Linked DNA regions of Capra hircus: region 1 is linked to region 2. Evidence: chromatin contacts called from public Hi-C data. All regions are on one chromosome and are shown on one strand. The core of a region is the stretch at or near the end of the contact, and the rest is flanking DNA. Distances in the headings are between cores, read along the strand shown. Region 1 overlaps EPS15L1 (epidermal growth factor receptor substrate 15-like 1). Region 2 has its middle 48 kb from the start of AP1M1.

Evidence for each region. Hi-C and Micro-C count contacts between places; a contact is called where the count stands out from the background.
Region 1: a contact with region 2 is called in a Hi-C map of blood, with 4 times the contacts expected there. The contact joins two enhancer-like sites. A contact is called at or near these places in 4 of 5 Hi-C or Micro-C datasets (blood and liver).

The regions. Positions count from the first base shown.
Region 1 is chr7:102,154,709-102,157,828 of ARS1.2, forward strand. It overlaps EPS15L1 (epidermal growth factor receptor substrate 15-like 1), which reads right to left. Exons shown (of 22, transcript XM_018051342.1): 13 at 3,084-3,120. Among named protein-coding and RNA genes, the nearest start is that of EPS15L1, 55 kb to the right of the region's middle. Within about 2 kb of position 1,828, at least 1 of the 5 cell types and tissues checked has an H3K27ac peak or open chromatin away from gene starts, as enhancers often do.
Region 2 is chr7:101,987,020-101,990,267 of ARS1.2, forward strand. No RefSeq gene overlaps it. Among named protein-coding and RNA genes, the nearest start is that of AP1M1, 48 kb to the left of the region's middle. Within about 2 kb of position 1,257, at least 1 of the 5 cell types and tissues checked has an H3K27ac peak or open chromatin away from gene starts, as enhancers often do.

The sequences.
Region 1 (3,120 bases), core at 578-3,077, 170 kb after region 2:
GCACATGAGTGGTGCTACTGGTGAATAGGAAACGTCCAGAAGAGGCAGAGCCAGAGGCGGGAGGTACGCTGGCAGATGCCAAGGCCTGGGAAGGCCTGGGGACTGCTGATGGGTATGGAGCTGCTTCTTGGAGGGATGAGACTGTTCTGTAATTGACTGTGGGGACGCCTGTGCAACTTCATGCACATTCTAAAAACCACTGAATTATACACTTTAAATGGATTAATTATAAGGTATGTGAGTTACATCTCAATAAAGCTGTTGTTAGAAACACAAAACAGAACAGTAAACCAGGCAAAGATGCCGCAGGATCTCACTAGGACAACAGGCATGGAACTGGAGAGACCCCTCAGATGGGAGGGGAAGGGGAGGCCTTTGGGGGCCGAAGCTGAAGCTCCCATTGCTTAAAACCAAACATAAACTGGCCCGAGGACCAAGGCCTCCTAGTCAATGCTGGGCCCTACCCTGGAGCCCATGCTGGCAGGCGTGACATACAATCTCCTGGCCAAACCCATCTGGGAAAAGGCGACAGGAACCGGAGCCAAACCTGGGTCTCACAAAAGAGCTTTAATACATACAGTGTTCTGAGGGGACCCTGGTGGTCCAGTGGTTAAGACTCTGCCTTCCAACGCAGGGGCACAGGTTCAATCCCTGGCCGGGGAAGTACATCCCCCATGCTTCACACGGCATGGCCTGAATAAATAAAGTGTTTTGTCACTGTCTAGGGAGCTGCCATCTCGTTAGAGTAGAGCCCCATCCTGGTCTGAGCACAAGTGAGGCTCCCACGCAGCAGGAGCTGGCCTGGCGGGCGCTGGCCCCGCTCCAGCTCCAAGGGGTCATGGGGGTGCACAGGGCCACCAAACACCACATCTCAAAGGCTGCAGGAGTATGCTGTCAGAGCCCAGCAGCGAGGTTCTGGGGGCCCTCATGCAGCCTGCTGTGCAGACCAAAGCACCTCCAGACACCAGACCGACCCACGGCTTTCTCAGAATCGCCGAGGAGCAGGCGTCAGAGACCTGGGGACTGGTTTCCCAGGAGTTCAAGGACATCACAGCACCCAGATCCCCAGGGACAGAAGCCTGTACAGAGTGACAAAGACAAGAGAAGGAGGACCGGCCAGGCATTCCTGTGGCTGGCTGGGCCAGGGCCAAGGGGAGATGGGGGATGAGACCAGCGTCCCTGCACCAAACAAGGTGGAGGGTGAGTGATACGGGAGGGCAGTTCCGGGACACGGGTAGAAATCAGAGGGCTGAGGTGAGAGCAATACACCAGAACGAGCAAACACCCAGAAAAACAGTCCCTTCACCCGTGGCCTCATACATGATGCAGCTTACTTGAGGAAAAAAGCAAAACAAAAAATATGACGACAGAGGCAGGCTGTTCCCTGCCTTTCGATCCAAAACATGCCAGGGGACCATCTAAGGCCCAACCCCCGATGCCAACGTGTACAGAGTGAGAAGCCAGGAAAGAAGTGTCTGGACACTGCAGCGTGTGAATCAGTGAGAACCCACCCTACCCCACCTGCAGACGGAAGCCGTGACAGAGGACACCTCCTGCCTGGTGAGCAGGCATTGTGCGCCGTCTGTCCGCTGGGTGTCTCACGACATCCCCCAGCCCTCGTGGGACAGGGGAGGGGGAGGGCGATAGAGTGCTGCCAGACCCCTGAGCCTCACTGAGTCGGGTGCTGCCGCCCCTGGCCCGGCTCAGGCCGCTGCCCTAGGAGGCGGCCCAGAAAGAGCCACCCACTGCAGGGTGGTAGGAGAGCGCCCGCACATCACGGCCAGATGCTGCTCCTCACTGCCGGCCGGAAGGCGGGAAGACTGAGGCCAGGAGGCTGAGCCAAGCACCTGCAGTCCCCCAGGAGAGCCACGGTGGGGCCACAGTGCTGACTGCTCCGCCTCATTCCTCTCCCCCAGCTCTGAGCGCAGAGCACTCAAAGGCCCTCCATGGAGACCAACAGGCCCAGCTGTACGCATTCTCAGGGTGAGGGGGCGCACAGACAACTCACGTCTCCCCCTGGTGGCAGAGCCATTCTCTATTCATTCAGACCTGAGACATCTTGGGAACCAAGGTGTCTTCGAGTGTGCAGCTCCCAGGCACTGACCACTGTTTCCAGCATAGCCTCACTCTGCCCAGACGGGTGAGCGCCTGCCAGATCCCGGGCTCCAGCCCATTGCCTGGAGGAGCAGAACACTCATTACCAACGTTGCATAAGGTCTAGAGATGTTACATAACTAGCCCAAAAGCATACAGCTGCTAAGAAGAGCCAGATTTGAGCCCTGGCACTCAGACCCCAAACAGCCAACTCAGTGGAAATGACCCTGATGCTTGGAAAGACTGAAGGCAAAAGGAGAAGGTGGCAGAGGATGAGATGATTGGATGGCATCACTGATTCAACGGACATAAACTTGGGCAGACTGCAGAAGACGGTGAGGGACAGGGAGGCTGGGCGTGCTGCAGTCCATGGGGTTGCAAAGAGTCGGACACAACTGAACGACTGAAAAACAACTCAGACCCCCAGTGTCTGCCGTCACCACCTTCCACAAGGAGACTCTTCAAGCAGGGCCATCCTGAGAACAGGTTAGAGAGCATTGCCTGATCCTCAGAACTTCAGGCTAAGTGGGAGAAAGCAGACATCAAGGATGGGAAGTAGTATGATTCCCTTTCTGCGAAATGTCCACAACAGGCAAATCCATAGAGACAGAAAAGAGCTTATCAAGGGCTAGAGGAGGAGACGGGGAGTCACTGCTAACGGTGATGGGATCTCCTTTCGGGGGTATGGGAATGTTCTGGAGCTAGACAGAGGTGATGGTTAAGCAATATAAAGAATATGCTAAAAATGACTGAATTATATACTTCAGAAGAACGGATGCTACATTACATGAATATCTCATTTTTCTTAAAAAAAATCCACTATCTACAGTTATAAGAAACTCAAAATAAATCACCTGTAAATCCCCAAAAGCTTGAGTTTCCAATGAGTGCCACGCTGCCCCCTCTGCCCTGCCCCACTACCCCTGCTGGGAGTCCCTGAACCACATCTGACACAAGGTCCATCCTACCAAAGCCAGCCGCGTGCTTACCTGTACTTCATTGGTTTTCTGTCTGATTGCCTCTTCC
Region 2 (3,248 bases), core at 7-2,506:
TGAGGTGTGCGGGCTGATGCATTTTTCACTCTGTGGATGTTCAAATCGACACATAACAGCCCTCCATCCCCTGGGCAGTATCTCCCAGAAGGAACTATCCTGTTGGCCAACACCATTGGTTCATTTTGCCTGTTCTTGAACTTCAGATGCACAGACTCACACCATGTGTCCTGTTTGGGATCTGTCCACTTTTGCTCATCATCATGAATTCAAGATGCACCCACCTCCCCCTATCCTTTTTCTTTGCGGTATACTATCCCACAGCACAACTGTGGGATATCAACAACTCCGCGGTTCGTTGGCTCACTCCTGTCACTGGGCGTTTGGTTTGTGTTTAGAGCTGCTCCGAGCACGTGAGCCCAGGTCTAGTGACTGCTGCACGTCTTCATTTCTTGTGGGTGCTGCACGTCTTCATTTCTTGTGGGTAAATACTGAAGGGTGTGACGTCTCAGTTACAGAGGAGGGGGAGACCTTTGCTCCGTGGACACTGCCACACCGTCTTGCAAAGTGGCTGGACCATTTTACCTCCCGCAGCAGTGAGTGAGAGTCCCATCTGCTCCGCGTCTTCACCAGCACTTAGGGACCAGTCTTTTCCATTTCATGCCTGCAGGTGGGGCTGTGGTTCATGCATGTTCCAACTCCACTGCACGGGGACTCTGTGCCCACCAGATTTCTTTTTTTTAATATACTTACTTACCTGGCTGCTCCGGGCCTTAGCTGAGACACACGGGATCTTTGATCTTCACTGTGGCACGCACGATCTCTAGCTGTGGCATATGGGATCGAGTTCCCTGACCAGGGATCAAACCCAGGCTCCCTGCACTGGGAGCCCAGAGTCTCAGCCATTGGACCACCAGGGAAGTCCCCGCCCCCTGGGTTCTATGCCAAGCTCCCCTCTGGGAAGTACACGAGTGCAGACCACACCCACATTTTTGAAGGCTGGGGGGCCTCTGTCCTTGGCTTCCAGGCCACCATCTCCTGTGTTTTGTCTACCCCTGTTTCTTCTCCATTCCCTCAGGGGATCCTCTATCTCAGCTTGATCTGGAAACAAAGTCTCCAGGTCCTCCCTCCTCGCAGGAAGTGGCCACAGAGTCAAGGGATCCCCAGGAGGACTCATTCTACTTTGCCTCCTCGGCCTGAGTGAGCAGTTGCCCAGCCAACTCAAGGCACAAGCGGGAACGTGAGGAGCTGCCCTGCCCTTTTCACCTCCCTAATCTCAGCTCTCCCACTCCTTCCCTCACCTCCCGTCCCCACCTGGCCTAAGCCCCTGCGTCTCCACCACCTCCACCGGACGAGCCGAGCTCCTGACACAGCCTCCCATAGCTGGCACTTGCCTCTTGTCCAACCCACACCGAAGTGATGCTTCTAAGACCACGTGTGGCCCCCCTTAGGTGTTCAGATAGCTTCTCGGCATCGGTCCCTCGCCTAGGCCCTCAGGTGCATACCTACTGGATCTGGCTCCTCTGACCTCTCCTGCCCCTCCTCCCACACTCATTCATTCATTTGGGCATTTATTGAGCACCTGCTGTGTACCAGACCTCATTCTCGATGCAGAGAGGCAACTGTACCAGACCAAAAAACCTCTACTCTGGAGAGCTTGAGGTAGGGGGCAGGGACAACAGTTATCTCCATGCTCACGGCATGTGCGGGGCTGTGTGAGGGTAGGGACGCCTCAGCCTGGCAGGGGGTGGGGAGACATCCCCGGGGGAACTCAGGGCAGAGGCCAAGGCTGGGCGTGGTAGGGAGGACAAAGACCAGGAGCCCCGGGAGAAGGGGATGGGGAGCCCCAGAGAGGTTGAGGTTTTCCCCTGGTGGCTGATGGGAGAGCAATGAACCCAGGCAGGAGGGAGGTGGGGAGGCCAGAGGTGCTGGGTGATGGAGAGGAGAGGGCGGATTTGGAGTGTGGCCCGAGAGCCAAGAGGGCCTGGGGACACAGGACTGTGGGATGGGGAGGGTGTGGGGGTGATGACAGCGTGGAGAGACTTCCCACAGTCTCTGGGCAGCAAGCACCTCTGAGCGGGGGAGGCACTTCCTCAAAATTGCCACATACGCACGTGTGCATGTGCACACACACACACACATGGGTGCATCACACACACATGCGTACACACCCAGAGACACATGCAAAGCACAGATATACACACGACAGACGCAGAGAGACACACCTGCACACAGATACACAGAAGGACACACAGACTCAGCTCACACCTACAGGACACGGGCACGCATTCACCCTCTCCAACCCAGCCTTTAAGGGACAATGCTTTCTGCCCCTCTCTCTCCCGGCCAGGGCCTCCAGCTCCCCCTGGCAGGGCCAGGCCAGGTGCTGGAGTCACTGAGGCAAAGGGCGCCCCCTGCCGCTCAGCCCCAGCCCAATCCTGACCACACGCTGTGTCCTGCTCTGTCCCCCACAGTGGGAGCTCCTCAGGTCACAGGGCAGGTGTGGGAGGGGCGGCCAATGCCTACTGAACAAATGGTCTTGGTTCCCGAGCCTCTCTCCCGTGCTGTTGCCCTGTACTCTCCTATCCTCAAAGCAGGATTCCCTCCCCAACTCCTCATCAGTTCTGCCTCATCCCTTGACTAGCCAAACACACACACCCCATCTCAGAGAGATCAGGGATGAGCTAGAAGAAGGGAAGAGCTGGGAGGCCCAATGCAAAGCAGGATCTCCTTGGGAGATCTGAGAGGGCTGCCTGGAGGAAGGGGCGTTTGAGCTGGGTTTTGTAGGATGAGCTGGAGCTTGGCAGGCAGATGGTTTGGGGGTCTTCTAATCAGAGAGACAAACCTGGTAACTTCCTCTAGTGCAGTCTGAGCCCAGAGCAGCCCCAACAGGAGGGATCATTGGGCTCTTTCCTTCTTTCTTAAAATCGTGATAAGACACGTACAATTCTCCAGCTTAGCCAATTTGTAAAAATTTTCCAGGTGGCACTAGTGGTAAAGAATCCACCTGCCAACGCAGGAGATGCAAGAGATGAGGGTTCGATTCCTGGGTTGGGAAGATTCCTCTGAAGGAGGGCATTGCAACCCACTCTGGTATTCTTGACTGGAAAATTCCATGCACAGAGGAGCTACTTTCCGTGAGGCTGCAGAGTCGGACACGACTGAGCGACTAGCGCACGCACACACGCACTTGTTCGGCTTGCCAGGTTTTCGTTGCGGCATGTGGCATCTCCGATTTTCGTGGTGGCATGCAGAATCGTTTGGTTTAGGAGCGTGGGAGCTCCTGGTTGCGGCGCGTGAGATCGAGT